2 separate regions of the Zea mays genome follow, and region 1 is linked to region 2. The links are chromatin contacts, called in public Hi-C maps. All regions are on one chromosome and are shown on one strand. Each heading gives the region's core, a stretch centred on a gene start, on an enhancer-like site or on the middle of the called end of the contact. The rest is flanking DNA. Distances are from core to core; before and after follow the strand shown.

Region 1 (3,299 bases), core at 779-3,278, 180 kb after region 2:
TAGACTGACCAACAGTATGCCAGTCACAATGGTAGACTGGCTGTCAGCTGCCACCAGGGCGGCTGAACCGCTCCTAGGGCCGGTTCAACCAGTGTCAGACCTGTTTGACCAGACTCTCCAGCAGTCTGCCAGTCAGACTGGCAGATAGACTGACAGTTAGATAGGGGCGGTTCAACTGGTCTCCCCCCGAAAAATCTAGCCCAACGTATCTTTTTGAGGATAGTCTATATATAGCCCCCCACATCTCTCCCCTCATAACTGATGGTCACCCACATATTCATTGCACACCTAACTAGAGACAAAGACACACTTCTTCCTCTCACACCCAAACTAGCCCTCGATTCAAATCGATTGAAGGAACCCCCTTTGGTGTGAGGTCTGTGCTTGTGCTCTTGGATTTGGTTTTTCTCTCCTCTCTCACTCTGATCTTTTGAACTTGTTGCAAACATCTCTTGTGCGATATTGTTGTTCTTGAAACACTAGGGTCAAGACGGATTGAGGTTGCTTGGGAGTCTCCAAATTTGTGGACGACCCCAAGAAGTTTGTTTTCCCCGCTTTTATGAGCAAGTTTGAGAAAATAATCCATTGACCTTGGTGGTCAGATTGTGGAGGATTAGGGTTGAAAAAGACCCGGTACTTTGTGGGCTCCTCAACGGGGAGTAGGACACCTTTGTGGTGTGGCCGAACCTCAGGATAAATCTTGTGTCTTGTGTTCTTGCTCGATCTGTGATTGTGATTTTATTTGGCAAGATAGACATATAGGTTTATTCACCGTGTGGATCTTGTGGTGAATTAACTCCTGTATTTTCACCATCCACACTTAGCTTATCTCTCGCGTTTTCCACTATAAGAGATCCATCTTCTATTTTCCGCGTAGTTCATAGTCTAGATTTATTCTAGCAATTGGACTGGTTCAGAGTAGTTCAACTTGCCTTTATAGCAATTGAACTGGCCTGCACCGGTTGAACTGTAGATTTAATATTATCTCGAAGTTTGTGGTGATAATTTTTAGGTTTAGCCTATTCACCCCCCTCTAGGCTACTTTCAAATGGTATAAGAGCTTCGTGTATCGTTTTACGCTTAACCACGTGAGGAAACGATCATGTCGACTCAAATGGACCATGTGGATCATCTTCTCGAGGAAATCCCAACCATATCCACCAACGAGGAAATGGACTCCAAGGTCCTCGACCTCGCCAAGAAGATTGTCGAGATGATGTTCCTCAAGATGAAAGAGGAGGACACAAAGAAAAAGACCGAAGAAGAAGAATAAAGAAAAAAGACGAAGAAGAAGAATCAAGAAAAAAGGCCGACGAAGATAAATGAAATGGAAAAAATAGAATACAACGACGACTTGGTTGAACTTTTGGTGTCAAAGGTGATGAGTGAGGTAAGTCTCAACACCGAGGAATCTTCCACCAAGAGTAAAGGTAACGAGTTCAACCGAGTTCACTTCGATTATTCTCGTAATTTTGTTCCCAACTTCTCTTCGGCGCCCTTCGGAAAGCTTTCAACTCTCAGTGAGTTGAACTATGTCGAGTGGGCTGACAAGGTGAAGTCACATTTAATCGGTGTGCATACTAGTCTTTGAGAGATTGTTAATATATGTATGAACAAGTCTGCCCAAGTAGAAGAGATGACGCCGGAAATGATGCAAGAAGTGCATCGCAATACTTAAGCCGTGAGCATCATAAAAGGAAGCTTATGTTCGAAAGAGTATCGGGAAGTCCAAGGTAGAGAAGATCGCGGGGGGATTGACAACACGCGGGGTTGCCGACGAGGATTACGGGCTTACGGCCGGGGAGGACTCGCGCCTTCCATCGAGCGGGACAGATGCGAGATATGCGGAGACGGGGCATGGTGAGGCTATTGTAGAGTAGCGTCATATAGAGTAGTAGGGATAGAGATTATAATAATAATTAAAAGGGTAAGGACATAATATTAAAGGGTAATAAATCGTACCCTACAAGGATTATGATATTTATTTACGCAGTTAAATAAGGTATTAAATAGAATTTCCATTGAAAAAACATATAGCCGGACAGCGAAGAGGCAACACGCGAACGAGAACGACGAAGCCAAAGCAACACACCAGCGCGCACGCACGCGCAGCGTCCGGCGGGCATCACCACCTCCTGTCCTCCTCCCTCCTGCCCCGATCCGCCCTCCCCGCCGCTCGCCGCACCCGATGTCGGCCGCCGACCCTTCCGCGGCTCCGGCCGCGGCCGCCGACCCGGACGGCCCTGACTCCGTGCGGCTCACCTGGAATACCTGGCCACGGTCAAAGGTCGAGGCCAGCCGCTGCGTCGTGCCGCTCGCCGCCACCATCTCGCCCACTCGCGTCCCGGATCCCTCCGCGGCATCCCCGCCGCCGCTCCCTTACCCTCCGCTCCGCTGCAAGCCTCCCTGTTCCGCGCTCCTCAACCCCTTCGCGCGCGTAGACTTCGCTGCCAAGATCTGGATCTGCCCGCTCTGCTTCTCCCGGAACCACTTTCCCCCGCACTATGCTGCCATATCTGAGTCCAACGTCCCCGCCGAGCTCTTCCCGCAGTGCTCCACCGTCGACTACATCGTCGGCGGAGCCGGCATCCCTGGGGTAGGCGGCGCGCCGCCGCCCCCGCCGCCCGTATTTCTCTTCGTCATCGACACCTGCGTCATCGAGGAGGAGCTGGAGTACGTTAAGATGGCCATGCGGAAGGCCGTCGCGCTCCTGCCGGAGCACGCACTCGTGGGCCTCGTCACCTTCGGCACGCAGGTGCACCTGCACGAGCTCGGATTCTCCGATCTCAGCAAGATCTACGTCTTCCGGGGGACCAAGGAGATCTCTAAGGACCAGATTTTGGATCAGCTTGGCCTGGCGGGTGCTGGGCGGCCGGGCTTCCCCAAGATGCCACAGCAACCGGGCGGGCCACAGGTGAATGGGATGCATCCGCCGTCCACGGCCGGGGTCAACAGGTTCCTGCTCCCGGTGTCAGATTGTGAGATTGCTCTCAGCACGGTAAGGGATTTTGGTTTTGATCTCGTTGGACTTGGGTTTACTGGAAGCTGATGTAGTTCCTTGTCCCATGCAGTTGCTGGACGAGTTGCAGCCTGACCAATGGCCAGTCGAGGCTGGGAACCGTGCGATCCGTTGCACTGGTGTTGCGCTCAGTGTAGCTGCTGGGTTACTTGGTGCTTGCATGCCTGGAACAGGTGCAAGGATCATCGCATTGCTAGGTGGTCCGTGTACTGAGGGACCTGGAATGGTAAAGATCACTCCTATTTTACTCCTTATATTGATCTACATTAACATAATTGCG
Region 2 (3,019 bases), core at 326-2,825:
GGTCCCACAACAACCGAATATCATAACGCGACTGTTGCTTTACGTATTACACGTACATTGCTACGATTTTTATATATCATATATAATATCTCTCGTATCTGTAGCACACACAGTCAATGGTATATATATAGTGGTAGAAGTTGTTTGTCTCCTTTCCAAGGGCAAGGAGGGTTTGATCCCTTGTTGTCGCCCTATTTTTTATTTTTTGTTTGCTGGCTGGCGCGCGTGAGCGTGGGAAGGTGAGACACAGTGGTGGAGCCAGTAGGATACAAATATTCGTGAGGCTCACATTACGTGCAGATACGACTCACCGTCCACACGACAAAGGTAGATGTTCAATACAGTAATATGTATACATACACCATGATATTTTCTTTCTAATTTTTCTAATCCAATCTATGCAATTGGATTTAGATGGAGAGAACGAGAGAAAATATTTCTTATAGCTTTTTTTTCTAATACTTGAGTGGGGTCATAAGGAGAGAACAAAGAAGCCGAAAGATAAAATATACCGTCTTATAACTTGAAGCATTGATAGGTGAACCTAACACCATCCACTCTGTCCTATATGCCATACGGATATTACATCTATTTTTTCAGAAAAGGCATCTCCTGCTGCTACTACTTTTAATGGGTATTTTTGTACGGTGGTTTTAGTAAAACCCAAATTAAGAAATAAGATAGGAGCCTGTGTTTTTTTATGATTGTCTAATCATTTTTATCGACATGAATATTTTCTTTGAAGTTGATAAAAATGGTTTATCCAATGCATTTATATTCCTTTGAAAAAGTCTAATAAAACAGCCAGCAAAATAACATTATATAATTATTAAATAAATTTATCGAATTATGCATGGAATTTTTTTTGAACGGTATACCCTTAAACAAAATCATAGATACACCACTGATGAGACGCACGGATAAACTCACACAACGGCGGTAATGGATCACGATCTAAATGTTTCTTCAGAATTTGTTTGAGCCCTTAAATTAATTTTAGTTCAAAATTAAATATAAATATATCTTAATTATAATATAAAAATATATCCCGATTACAATATGTATGATCTGGTTCTTAAGTTTTGTAGTGTAGCCATTAGTGTAGCCATTACACCACCCCTATGTACAGTGCACGGGAGCCAAACTCCATTTTTGCGGCTGATTCTTGACGCGACTATGTTTCTGACAACGGAGAAAGGGTCCATCGTCCATCACATGACGATCGAGTTTGTGTAGTGGACCGAACGTCCATGCGCGATGTCGGCAAGCTAAAAATGTCGCAGCGAGCTGGCGCACTCAGCTAGTGCGCGCCTAGTGAAACACTGGTTCAGCATACCAGTCCCTCCAGCCTCCTTTCCCACCTTCTCTTTCCTGCCTCTCATCACCACTCGTCCTCGTCCACTGGATTCGGCGCCGTCGCTCCCACATCCGCTGACGATGAGTGACCGAGAAGCCGCCGACTGCCCACTTCCCCCTCGCGTCGTCTCAGGAGAGTGTGCCGTCGGAGAGGAGGCCTGCATGGTGAAGTGGGAAGAGAGCTAGCCAACCAGTGGATAAGATGGGTAGTCCTCCACTGCTGCCCGCGGCCACTGTAAGATGGCGGGGCCGGTTGGCGGCGCGTGCACAACAAACAGAGAGAGAACACAACAACACTGTATATTATTTTCGGCGGCCATTGTTATTTTCGGCGGCTAGAAGGAGGCCGCCGAAAATAAGAGAAGAATTTCGGCGGCAGGACTAGGCCGCCGAAAATAAGGTTATTTTCGGCGGCTTCTGACACAGCCGCCGAAAATAGTCTACGTCCTGGCCGCCGAAAATTAGGTATTTAAAAATAGCCGGTTCCTTCTTTCTCTGTTCTGTTTCTTCTCTCCGCCGAATTTTCTCGCCGCCGCTCGTCCTGGTCGCTCGTGCGCCGCCGTCGCTCGCCCCACCGCGCCGCCACTCGCGCCGCCCCCGGCCCGTCGCGCCGCCCCATGCGCTGCCCCGCTCGTCGCGCCGCCCGGCCCGTCTCGCCGCCGCATGCAGCGCCGCGCCCGTCGCGCCGCCCCACCGCAGCGGCGCCCCCGGCCCGCCGCGCCGCCCCAAGCCCCCGCAGCGCCGCCCGCCCGTGCCCCCGACGTGCCGCCGCCAAGCCCGACGCCACCGACGCGCCGTCGACCACGCCGCGCTCTGCCCCGTCCCGTCGACCTCGACTCCCGTCAACCTCGGCTTCATTAAGGTATTTTATTTTGCGTATTTTATTTTGTATTTTCGGCGGCCTTTTATTTAATTGCCGCCGAAATTAGTATATTTTTGTAATTGTGTTTTTTGATTTGTGCGTTTGATTAATATTATTGATTAGTGCGTTTGTATATGTGTTATATGTTTAGGGAAGACATAAGTGGTATATGTGGAATGTATTAGTGGTATATCTGTTTGTTGATTAGTGCGTGTGATTAGTATTATTGTTTAGTTCGAGGCATATTGTATATGTGGTATATTTGGTTTAGTAAAGACATATGTGGTATATGTGTTATATGTGGTTCATTCTTATATTGTTTAGTGGCAGCGAGGTCATGCTGCCGAATTTTTTTTAGTCCTGCTAGCTTGCTGTGGGTTTAGAACCTATTCTTGCCTATTCTTGCTGTGGGTTTAGAACCTATTCGAAGACAAGAGGAAAGAGAAGGCAACAAGATTTATTTTGGAAAATAACGACTATTTTCAGCGGCCAAAGGACAACCGCTAAAAATAACGTCTATTTTTGGCACCAAAGGACAGACCCTGAAAATAACGGCTATTTTCGACAGCGAGAGTGCAGCCACCGAAAATAGTAGGCTATTTTAGGTGGCTATCCTCTTGCCACCGAAAATAACAGTGGCCGCCAAAAATAGTTGTAGCTCTTATTGTGATAGTTGTTCATCAACACCAAGGTAGAGACCAGGAGCGACATCTGTATCTGCATGGAGGTAGAGGGACGTTCGAGATCTAGCCACGGGCTTCATCATTATAAGTCAGTAACAAAGATAGAGTAAATTTAAAG

The links. Hi-C and Micro-C count contacts between places; a contact is called where the count stands out from the background.
Region 1: a contact with region 2 is called in a Hi-C map of tassel, with 2.2 times the contacts expected there. The contact joins the promoter of LOC103652905 here to the enhancer-like site in region 2. A contact is called at or near these places in 2 of 25 Hi-C or Micro-C datasets (ear and tassel).

Annotation. Positions count from the first base shown.
Region 1 is chr4:18,773,836-18,777,134 of Zm-B73-REFERENCE-NAM-5.0, forward strand. LOC103652905 (protein transport protein SEC23) reads left to right here and starts at 2,029. Exons shown (of 12, transcript XM_008679894.4): 1 at 2,029-2,998; 2 at 3,072-3,245. The coding sequence starts at 2,189.
Region 2 is chr4:18,592,981-18,595,999 of Zm-B73-REFERENCE-NAM-5.0, forward strand. No RefSeq gene overlaps it. Among protein-coding and RNA genes, the nearest start is that of LOC103652903, 7.1 kb to the left of the region's middle. Within about 2 kb of position 1,576, at least 15 of the 20 cell types and tissues checked have an H3K27ac peak or open chromatin away from gene starts, as enhancers often do. A contact at or near this core is called in ear and tassel, where this site is marked.